Regions from separate parts of the Sus scrofa genome. Here region 2 is linked to region 1. A link is a contact called in public Hi-C data. All regions are on one chromosome and are shown on one strand. Each heading gives the region's core, a stretch centred on a gene start, on an enhancer-like site or on the middle of the called end of the contact. The rest is flanking DNA. Distances are from core to core; before and after follow the strand shown. Region 1 overlaps TPRG1 (tumor protein p63-regulated gene 1 protein). Region 2 overlaps TPRG1 (tumor protein p63-regulated gene 1 protein).

Region 1 (4,814 bases), core at 1,432-3,931:
TTTCTATAAATAGGTTCATTTGTGCCATATATTAGATTCAAGATATTAAGTGATATCATATGGTATTTGTCTTTCTCCTTCTGACTTACTTCATGTAGTACGAGAGTCTCTAGTTCCATTCATGTTATTGCAAATGGCATTTTTTCTTTTAATGGCTGAGTAGTGTTCCATTGTATATATGAACCATATCTTCTTAATCTATTCATCTGTTGATGAACATTTAGGTTGTTTTCCATGTCTTGGCTATTGTGAATAGTACTGCAATGAACATAGGGTGCATGTGTCTTTTTCAATGAACTCCTTGTTGGGATTTATGCCCAGGAGTAGGATTGCTGGATCGTATGGTAATTCAATATTTAGTTTTCTGATGTACCTCCATACTGTTTTCTGCAGTGATTGTACCAATTTACATTCCCACCAACAGTGTAGGAGGGTTCCCTTTTTCCCCACTTCTCCAGCATTTGTTGTTTGTAGAATTACTAACGATGGCCATTCTGACTGGTATGAGGTGGTACCTCAATGTAGTTTTGATTTGCATTTCTCTAATAATTAGTGATTATTATTTGAACACTTTTTCATGTGACTGTTGGCCATCTGTATATCTTCTTTGGATGCTTCTGCATTCAGGATACAGTAATTCAATTCTCATTCTCTCCTTCTGTCCTTCTCTTCCATGTTGACGTGTTGAGGAACACTCATTAGTCTTCAGATGTAACTTCCACTTAACTGACCATTAACCTTTCCTTTTGTAAAGCATGACAGATCCCCTTAGCACACTAAATACTCAGGGCTGTGAGGCTACTCTGTGGGGTCCTGGTTCCCCTCTCCTCCCACCAGTTGAGTTGCATGCTTACCAAGGGTCATTTGATCTTTTACTCAAAATTGTTTATGACAGTTGCATTAATTAATACAATTATATAACTTAAACATTATGCAGACAAATGAAGTATGAATGTGAAAATCAAAAAATTAATTTTATTGGATTGTAGTTAATTCACAATGTTGTATTGGTTTCAGGTGTACAGCCAAGTGAATCAGTCGTACATATAATATATACATTCTTTTTTCCAATATAAGTTATTACAAACTATTGAGTAGGTTTTCCTGTGTGATACATTAGGTTCTCATTAATCATCTATTTTATACAGTAGTGGTATGTATTATTCCCACCCTCCCAATTCTTCCCCCCCAACAACTTCTAGGGTTACCATTAGATTGGTTTTGAAATCTGGGAGTTTGCTTTTTAAATAAGTCCTTTTGTATCATTTTTGAAAATAAAGAGATTTTTTCAATGACTATTAAATTAATTGCTCTAGAAAGGCTTAAAGGAGATGAATTCCTAAAAAATACTCTTATCATTAATTTAAGGATGAAGCAACCATAAGGAGGGACAAAAAATTAAAAGCTGGAAGAACTCTGAAAGTTTTTAAAGAAAAATAAAACAAAAGCAACCAAAATAAAAACAAAAATACCTGTATCTGGAAGTAATGGAGAATACATTATGGGTGGTTTAGTGAAGAAAAATGAGAAGGAACTCTGGAAGAGGCTTAAAGAAAGGACTTGGCCCATTGACTGGCAAATGAATGTCATCAGTTAAAAAATATGCATTCATATATCACCTTTTCTGACTAGCTGACAGTGGTGGCAGTACATTTCTTTAGTATTAAGATAAAAATACTAAAGTGAGGTTCAAGAGAATTAGTTTGCTTATGTTTCCTGAGTACAACTCTCTTGAGGGTCTGATCTTTTTAAACTTCTCGTAAAATCTTTTTAATTCCTGTAAGTCTGTTTCTTGCAGGCACTTCTCACAAACCTTTTCCCTCTTGATAGTTAAGTAAGCTTTGCTGTGGAGCCAAGCACCAAAAATTCAGTATTCAAAACCTCTGTTAATTTAATGTTCGTTCACTTTAGAAAACCAGTCGTATTCACTCACAATCTGGAACCAGCTTTCACTGCTCAATGTCTCATGATTTTAACAGTGCAGGGCCATTTGTGGTCACTATCAACATTACACACTCCATCTACAGAGTGTATGAGCCACAAATGTGGGTCTGCTCTTGGCCTTAGCCTTGCCTTCTGGGGAATGCATGCTGTGTAAACAATATACCTGATAAGGAGAATGAACTGTGCAAAGATGTTCACTGCAGCACTATATATAAAATAGCAAATACACCAAAAACTGATTAAATAATTTAGCAACAGGGGGAATCATTTTATTACAATATTTTGGCCAATATTTATTACATTGTTATAAATATGTAAATATAACTGTAAATTTAAAATATATTTATATATTTTATAAAAATGTAAATAGTTACTGCTGATGTTTATGTAGTCATGAAAATAATAATCATGATAATTATGAAGACTTTTAGCCATGATTATTGGGAAAATGTTTATGATAGTAAATAAACATAAGTGAAGAAAGAAAATTGAAAAATGGAATAAACCTCATGTTTACAAATGCATAAATGATTACCAATGAAATTGGTAAGCTGGGGAAGAGTTGGGGTTTTTATCTTTTGCCTATTTTTCACTTAAGTTTCATTCTTTCGATGATTAGAAAATCCCACATTATGCAACAGTTCACCAGTTTTTCAATCCTGGTATCCCAGGAGGCCTTGAGATGTCTGAGGTTTGACGTCGAGCTGCCCAGAACCACAGAATTACCCCCCAGAGGAGCGAGGATTAGGCAAGAGCTCCCTGAATTATGGATGGACTGGGTTGGAAAGTACCTTTGAGGTCATACTAGTCCAATGCCCTCATTCGACAAATAAGATTTATTATCACACATACTAGTAATTTGACCTGAACAAGTTACTCATCTACTCTACACCTTGGTTTCCTCATCTGCAAAATAGAATAATAAAAGTCTCTATGCCCCCTGTTTGCTGTGAGGTTTAAGTGATATGAAGGCAGTGCATGGCACAGAGTAAGCCCTTAATCAGTGTTTGTTTTGAATACGACAAAAGCTAGTGGCTGAGTCTAGGCCAGAATTCAGGTTTCCTGACTCCTTCACTATTTCTATCTCACCACATCAGAGACCTTTCATCTGAGTCCAGGCTGCAGTCCTTTGCTTTGCCTGGTACTGGGCAAGAAAAAGCCTAGTCCAGTACCACTGAGGATACTGTCCTTTACGTAACTCTTGCCTATCAGGTGATTAATGGCATACACTGCAGTCAGGACTACATATGAAAACTGTCGTGATATCATACTTAACTGAACTGAAAATATGTTTTAAATACGACAGAAGAGGGTTCAAGTCCTATGATTATTTAGGTCCTGCTTCTTTTTTTTTTTTTTTTTTTTTTTGTTGTTGTTGTTTTGTTGCTATTTCTTGGGCCGCTCCCTCGGCATATGGAGGTTCCCAGGCTAGGGGTCGAATCGGAGCTGCAGCCGCCGGCCTACACCAGAGCCACAGCAACGCGGGATCCGAGCCACGTCTGCAACCTCCACCACAGCTCACGGCAACGCCGGATCGTTAACCCACTGAGCAAGGGCAGGGACCGAACCCGCAACCTCATGGTTCCTAGTCGGATTCGTCAACCACTGCGCCACGATGGGAACTCCCTGCTTGACTTCTTGATCTGTACTTGCTTTTATGAGCTTTGCTTTTCTGCTTGACTTCTTCTTCTTTCTTTTTTTTTTCTTTTTAGGGCCATACCCGAGACATATTGGATGTTCGCAGGCTAGGAGTCAAATCAGAGCTACAGCTGCCAGCCTCTGCCACAGCCACAGCAACACAGAATCTGAGCCATGTCTGTGATCTATACCACAGCTCATGGCAATGCCAGATCCTTAACCCACTGAACGAGGCCAGGGATTGAACCTGTGTCCTCGTGGATCCTAGTTGGGTTTGTTAACCACTGAGCCATAAAGGGAAATCTCCTGCTTGACTTCTTGATCTGTACTTGCTTTTATGAGCTTTGGTTTTCTTATTGACAAGATGGGATCAATAAGGATCATCTTTCCCGTACAAGTGTGATGTGAGCTGCCATAGGTAAATGGGCTTTGTAAAATGTAAAGTAAAATACAATTCAAAGCGGTACTTTAGTTTTTTTAAATTATTTTTATTTTAAAACTACTTTTGTAGTGCATTCTATGTGCCATGCATTATCCCAAAGACTTTACAAGAAGTAATTGAATGCATTTTCATAGCAGTCCTATAAAGTAAGTACTATTATTGTCCCAGCTTTACTCAAGGGGGTGCAAGGAGATTTAGGAGCTTACTCTACATCACAGAGCTGGTAAGTGGTGGCACTGAGATTTGAATTTAGGACTTTGTAGTTTGACCACAGAGTCCGTGCATAGGCCTCATGCTGCTTTATTAGTGCCTTGGCCTAAAAGTAAAGAAACATAGGTTTTAGAGTCTGTTCTCCTTCCACACATGGTTCTATATAGTCCATACAGTCTAGTTTAATGCATATAGTCCAGTCTAATGTAATGCAATCCAGTGCAGTCCCGTCTAATCCAATCCAATCCTATTCAGTTCAATGCATTTCAACTCAAGACATACTCTTGAGTATTTAATTTGTGTTAGCAGTCACTGCAGTGTGGCAGCTAATAGGAGTAGGACCCAAGACACTTGGGTTTTGATGATGGTAAAATATAGGGTGAATAAGTCAGTCTCAAGAAAGAAGGTCAAATCTGGAACTATGAATTTTAGGATAAAGTTGCTTTGTAAAGTCTCACCTTTCTACTGCTCATTAAATAAAAAGTGGCCTAGGGAGTTCCCTGGTGGTTAAGTGGGTTAAGGATCTGGTGTTGTCCCTGCTGCAGCTCAGGGTACAGCTGTAGCATGGGTTTGATCACTG
Region 2 (4,814 bases), core at 770-3,269, 180 kb after region 1:
GACTTCTTAGGGGTAGGGTTGGGAGATGGGCAAGCCGTGGTGGTGTCTACAGTTGAACTAGTTGCAAATATTAAACATCCAGGACATTTCTTGTAAAAATTCAGGCATCTCATTTTCTAGGAGGATCAAAAGTTTTGGTAATGGTGGATCCAGGAGATTCCTTGTGGTATAATGGGTTAAGGATTCTGCATTGTCACTGCAGAGGCTAAGGTTGCTGCCATGGTTGAATTCAGTCCCTGCCCAGGAAATTCCACATGCTGCAAGCACAGCTTCCACCACCCACCCCCAAAAAAACTGACAAAAAAATGAATGGATCTGCATTCCCACCATCAACTGGGAGGGGGCAGCCTGTGCACCCTGTAAATGGAGCATGTATTCCCCAACCCTCCACATTCCCCCTGGGACCTGACTGAGGAAACCGAGTATTGAATTTGTCAATACTTATCTCTTTCAATCTCTTATGGGTTCAAATCATTCTCTTTCAAGAGAAACCTACTTCTACATTATGAAAGACCACAGATCAATGTCACCAGGGAGGAGGTGAAATTAATTCTTTTGTCCTAACCTCTCATTATTTCAGAGGTAAGAGGAAAAATGATGACTTCTGCAGAATATGCCTTTGGCTCTGATACCTGCTCAGGATATTAAGCCAGATATCAAGACTCAGTGACTTGAAAGCTGAAGTATTAAACAAGATGACACAACTCCAACATCATCTCCAGGGACAAGAGAAAAGGAAGGGAAATTGACAAGTACTGGGTAACACTGCTCCATAGATCACTGACATAAAAATAAGAAAAGGCATTATAATATATGACAGCACATGGATAATGATACAATGCCTGCATCCCAAAGAATACAGAACAAATTATTGAAATCTTGGAAACTAGGCCAATGATGTGGTTTCTATAATTAAATCACTAGTAAAATATTACGTCTTGATCACTTATGGTGTACATCACTCTAAGCTTGGGGATTTAGTAATAAGGAGCAATGACCCTCCCCCAAAGGGGCTTCCCTAACATTATAAAGGTGTATGCAAATTACTGCAACACTTGATAAGAGATGATAAATGCTGCAAGAAGAGGAAAGCAAGTGTGGTTGATTTTACTAAGGAAAAATTCATGAAAAACAGTTAGGTTGCCATTAGGGATGGTTGTAAGGAGGAAATGACATTTGACCTGGGCTTTGGACAGAGATAAGAAGGGTTTCCAGCAAAAAAAGAATTTGATTACACTTCTAAGTTAGTACTCTCTGAAAACACTTGAGAGTGTTTGCTGTGGCTGCCTATAGGGCCAGTGGTGTGGAAGGGGGAATGAGGTTGGTTCTGCACCAGATCCTAGTTGCTGAGCAGCAGGCTAAGGGCTTTAGATCAGGCACAGCATAGTGGGTTTGAGGAACATGGCAGCTATTGACTAGACATTTAGTCCAAGTTCATGATCATCCATGTCTATTATTTGGCAGTATCATAACATCTGTATAGGTACTGCTTAGCTCTGCTGTAAGTTTTTCAGGAGAATTAACAGGAAAAAAACAAAATTGAGCAGTTTTAGACACAGTGGACAGTATCAGATACTTAGGGAGGAAGGGGTAATATATAGTGAAAAGATGGATAAAATATCATAAAAACACATTGAAAAAATCATAAGGGATATTTTGAAAAAAAATATTATTAACCTTTCTTTTTTCTTTTTCTGGCCATACCCACAGCTTGTGGAATCTCCAGGGCCAGGGATCGAACCAGAGCCATAGCAGTAACAACACCATGTCGTTATGCTGTAGGCCACAGGGGAAGTCCAACCTTTCTTTTCTTTAAAAGTCTGTTCCTCTGGGTTATCTGAAATTTAGAAAAGTTATGTTGCATAAGTTCCCAACATGTGGGATGTGGGGTCTTATTTTTAGTTGATAAGCTTTGTCCTTTGGTCAGGGAGTAGTCACCCACTAAGGAATAGTTAGAGAATGTTTGTCTCAGCCCGGACTCTTCTGTAATAAATGTGCTGGGAATTCCACAAGTATGTGGCTACTTCTCTGTGGTCTACAGCATTCCTCATGAGTTGAAGGGAAAGTTCTGGGCTTGTGAAGAGCTCTACCAGTCACCAAAACAAGAGTTAGCACAAATACCCAAGGTATTTGTATAATTAACTAAACTTTTCTCATGCACATGGTTATATGAGACATGATTCAGATTATATCTATAACTCAGAAGTCTGTGCTTCAAGGGAAGTAGGTAGTTGTCATGACAAAAGTAAAACGAAGTATTTGAATAAGATTCATTCATTTGGGAGTTCCCATCGTGGCGCAGTGGTTAACAAATCCGACTAGGAACCATGAGGTTACGGGTTCGGTCCCTGCCCTTGCTCAGTGGGTTAACGATCCGGCTGTGGTGTAGGTTGCAGACGCGGCTCGGATCCCCACGTTGCTGTGGCTCTGGCGTAGGACAGTGGCTACAGCTCCGATTGGACCCCTAGCCTGGGAACCTCCATATGCCGTGGGAGCGGCCCAAAGAAATAGCAAAAAGACAAAAAAAAAAAAAAAAAAAAAAAGATTCATTCATTTGGAGTTCCTGTTGTGGCTCAGTGGGTTAAGAATCTGACATAGTGTCCACGAGAATCTGGGTTTGATCCCTGAACTAGTTCAGTGGGGTTAAGAATCCAGCATTGCTGTAAGCTGTGATATAAGTCACAGGTGCAGCTAAGATCGGGTGTTGCAGAGTCTGTGATGTAGGCCTGCAGCTGCAGCTCTAATTCAACCCCTAGCCTGGGAACTTCCATATGCTGCTACAGGTGAGGCCTTAATAAGAAAAGCAAAATCATTCATTTAAAACAATTTATTGGGAGTTCCCATCATGACTCAGCAGAAACAAATCTGACTAGTATCCATGAGGATGTGGGTTTGATCCCTGGCCTCTCTCAGTAGGTTAAGGATCTAGCATTGCCATGAGCTGGGTTGTAGGTCACAGACATGGCTCAGATCTGGTGTTGCCGTGGCTGTGGTGTAGGTCAGTGACTATAGCTCCGATTCGACCCCTAGCCTGGGAACCTCATATGCTGAGGGTGCAGCCCCCAAAACACAAAACAACAATAAAACAATGACAACAACAAAATGTTTATTGAACATCTGCTCAATGCAAACATCTAGATTCATTCATTTCACAAAACTAATATGTGTTCTAGGGTTTAGGAAAACAGGAGCAGTGAACAAAAAGAAACAATCTTCTCTCAAATAGCTTACATTTCTAATGGAACAGATGGTCAATAAAATCAATCATTGAAATATATAATCTATGGGACACAGAGAATAATTAGACAGAGAAGGGGTTAGGAAGTCTTTGGAGGTGAGATTCTGGAGAGGGTGCTTAGAGAGGAATACATTGTTATTTAAGCAAAGAGCTTAATGATTCAAGAGAGCAAACCAGGTAAATAACTGGAGAAACAGCATTCCAGGCAGCTGTAGCAGCAAGTTCAATGGTCCTGAGGCAGGAGCTTGCCTTCTTGCTGCCTTTGAGAGTAAGGCATAGATTAAATTGAGTGAAAAAAAAGTCTTTGGAAACCAAGTTAGAAAGATGATGGTGGAGTGGGGATGGGGCAGTGAAATGGGCCCTGAGAGACAAGGGGAGGTCCTTGACATTCACTCTGAGTGAAATGGGAGCCAACAGCACATTTTGGGCAGAGGTATGACCTCCATTTCAACATTGTATTGAAGATAGATGAAGACAGAATAGGGAGAGGGCAGGCAGAATGAGGCAGATTCACCAGGGAGATCATGCTGTAATCCAGATGATTGCTGTGGAAGCTTGGACAGGTAGGTAGTGGTGGAGGTGATGACATGTGTTTGGAGCATATGTGTGTTTGATGGAATGGGGAGTAATGACACAGGCAGGGGACCAGGAGAACTCCAAGATTTTTGCTGAGCAACTGGAAGGAAGGAGTGGCCTTTATCTGAGATGGAGAAGACCATGAGAGGAAGAGGTTCTGAAGGAACATCAGGAGCTTACTTTGGGACAGGATGACACTGGAGATGTCAAAAAGTGACTTAATATGTGAATCTGAAATTCAGTGAGGATATCTGAGCTGAAGATAAAAAGTAGGAGTCATCAATAGATACATGATATAGCAATGAAATTAAATGAGGTCTTCTGAGGAGTTAGTAAAAGAGGCTTAAGGGCTGATGTTTGGGGTGTTATAAGGTTTTAGGTTAGGATGGTGGGGAGAATCTAGTCAATAGTGTGCTAAAGGGGGAAGGGCATGGTGGGGGATATCTTGTACTAGCAGAGAGGAGGATTTTGTCACTGAAATTGTTGAGAGTTGCCAGCACATGGTAATAATGAAAAGCATGTTTCAATCACATTTTCTATAGACAGCACTCCCACCCCTTTATCTTCTGCATCCTGGAGCAGGCGACTCCTGCCACCCCAACTCCCTCTATCCCCTCTGGTTCCATGGGAACCAAAAAAAGATGGAGGAGGAGCAGTGGAAGTGGCAGGTTATGACCACTAGGAGAGATGGTTGTGTGCTGGGATCCAAATGATGAAGACTTCCAAGGAGGAGAGAGGTGTTGGATGGCATTCCAGGCAGCTGTAGCAGCAAGTTCAATGGTCCTGAGGCAGGAGCTTGCCTTAGAAGTGGAGAGATGATGTCAAAAGATAAAGGGAGAAGAGGAACTGGAGCTGGTGGATACAGATGTTTCTTTTTTTCCTTTCTTTCTTTCTTTATTCTTTTTTGCCTTTTTTTTTTTTTTTTTAGGGCCGCACTTGCAGCCTATGGATGTTGCCAAGTTAGGGGTCGAATGAGAGCTATAGCTGCCGACCTACCCCA

The links. A called contact is a pair of places that touch in the nucleus more often than the background predicts.
Region 2: a Hi-C map of embryonic fibroblasts shows a contact between it and region 1, with 2.4 times the contacts expected there. The contact joins two enhancer-like sites. A contact is called at or near these places in 1 of 47 Hi-C or Micro-C datasets (embryonic fibroblasts) and 1 of 2 datasets of contacts at active chromatin or transcription factors (alveolar macrophages).

What each region holds. Positions count from the first base shown.
Region 1 is chr13:126,540,755-126,545,568 of Sscrofa11.1, forward strand. The region is part of intron 1 of TPRG1 (tumor protein p63-regulated gene 1 protein); the gene reads left to right. Among named protein-coding and RNA genes, the nearest start is that of TPRG1, 13 kb to the left of the region's middle. Within about 2 kb of position 2,682, at least 6 of the 83 cell types and tissues checked have an H3K27ac peak or open chromatin away from gene starts, as enhancers often do. A contact at or near this core is called in embryonic fibroblasts, where this site is marked.
Region 2 is chr13:126,726,367-126,731,180 of Sscrofa11.1, forward strand. All of the region lies in intron 2 of TPRG1 (tumor protein p63-regulated gene 1 protein), which reads left to right. Among named protein-coding and RNA genes, the nearest start is that of TPRG1, 200 kb to the left of the region's middle. Within about 2 kb of position 2,020, at least 2 of the 83 cell types and tissues checked have an H3K27ac peak or open chromatin away from gene starts, as enhancers often do. A contact at or near this core is called in embryonic fibroblasts, where this site is marked.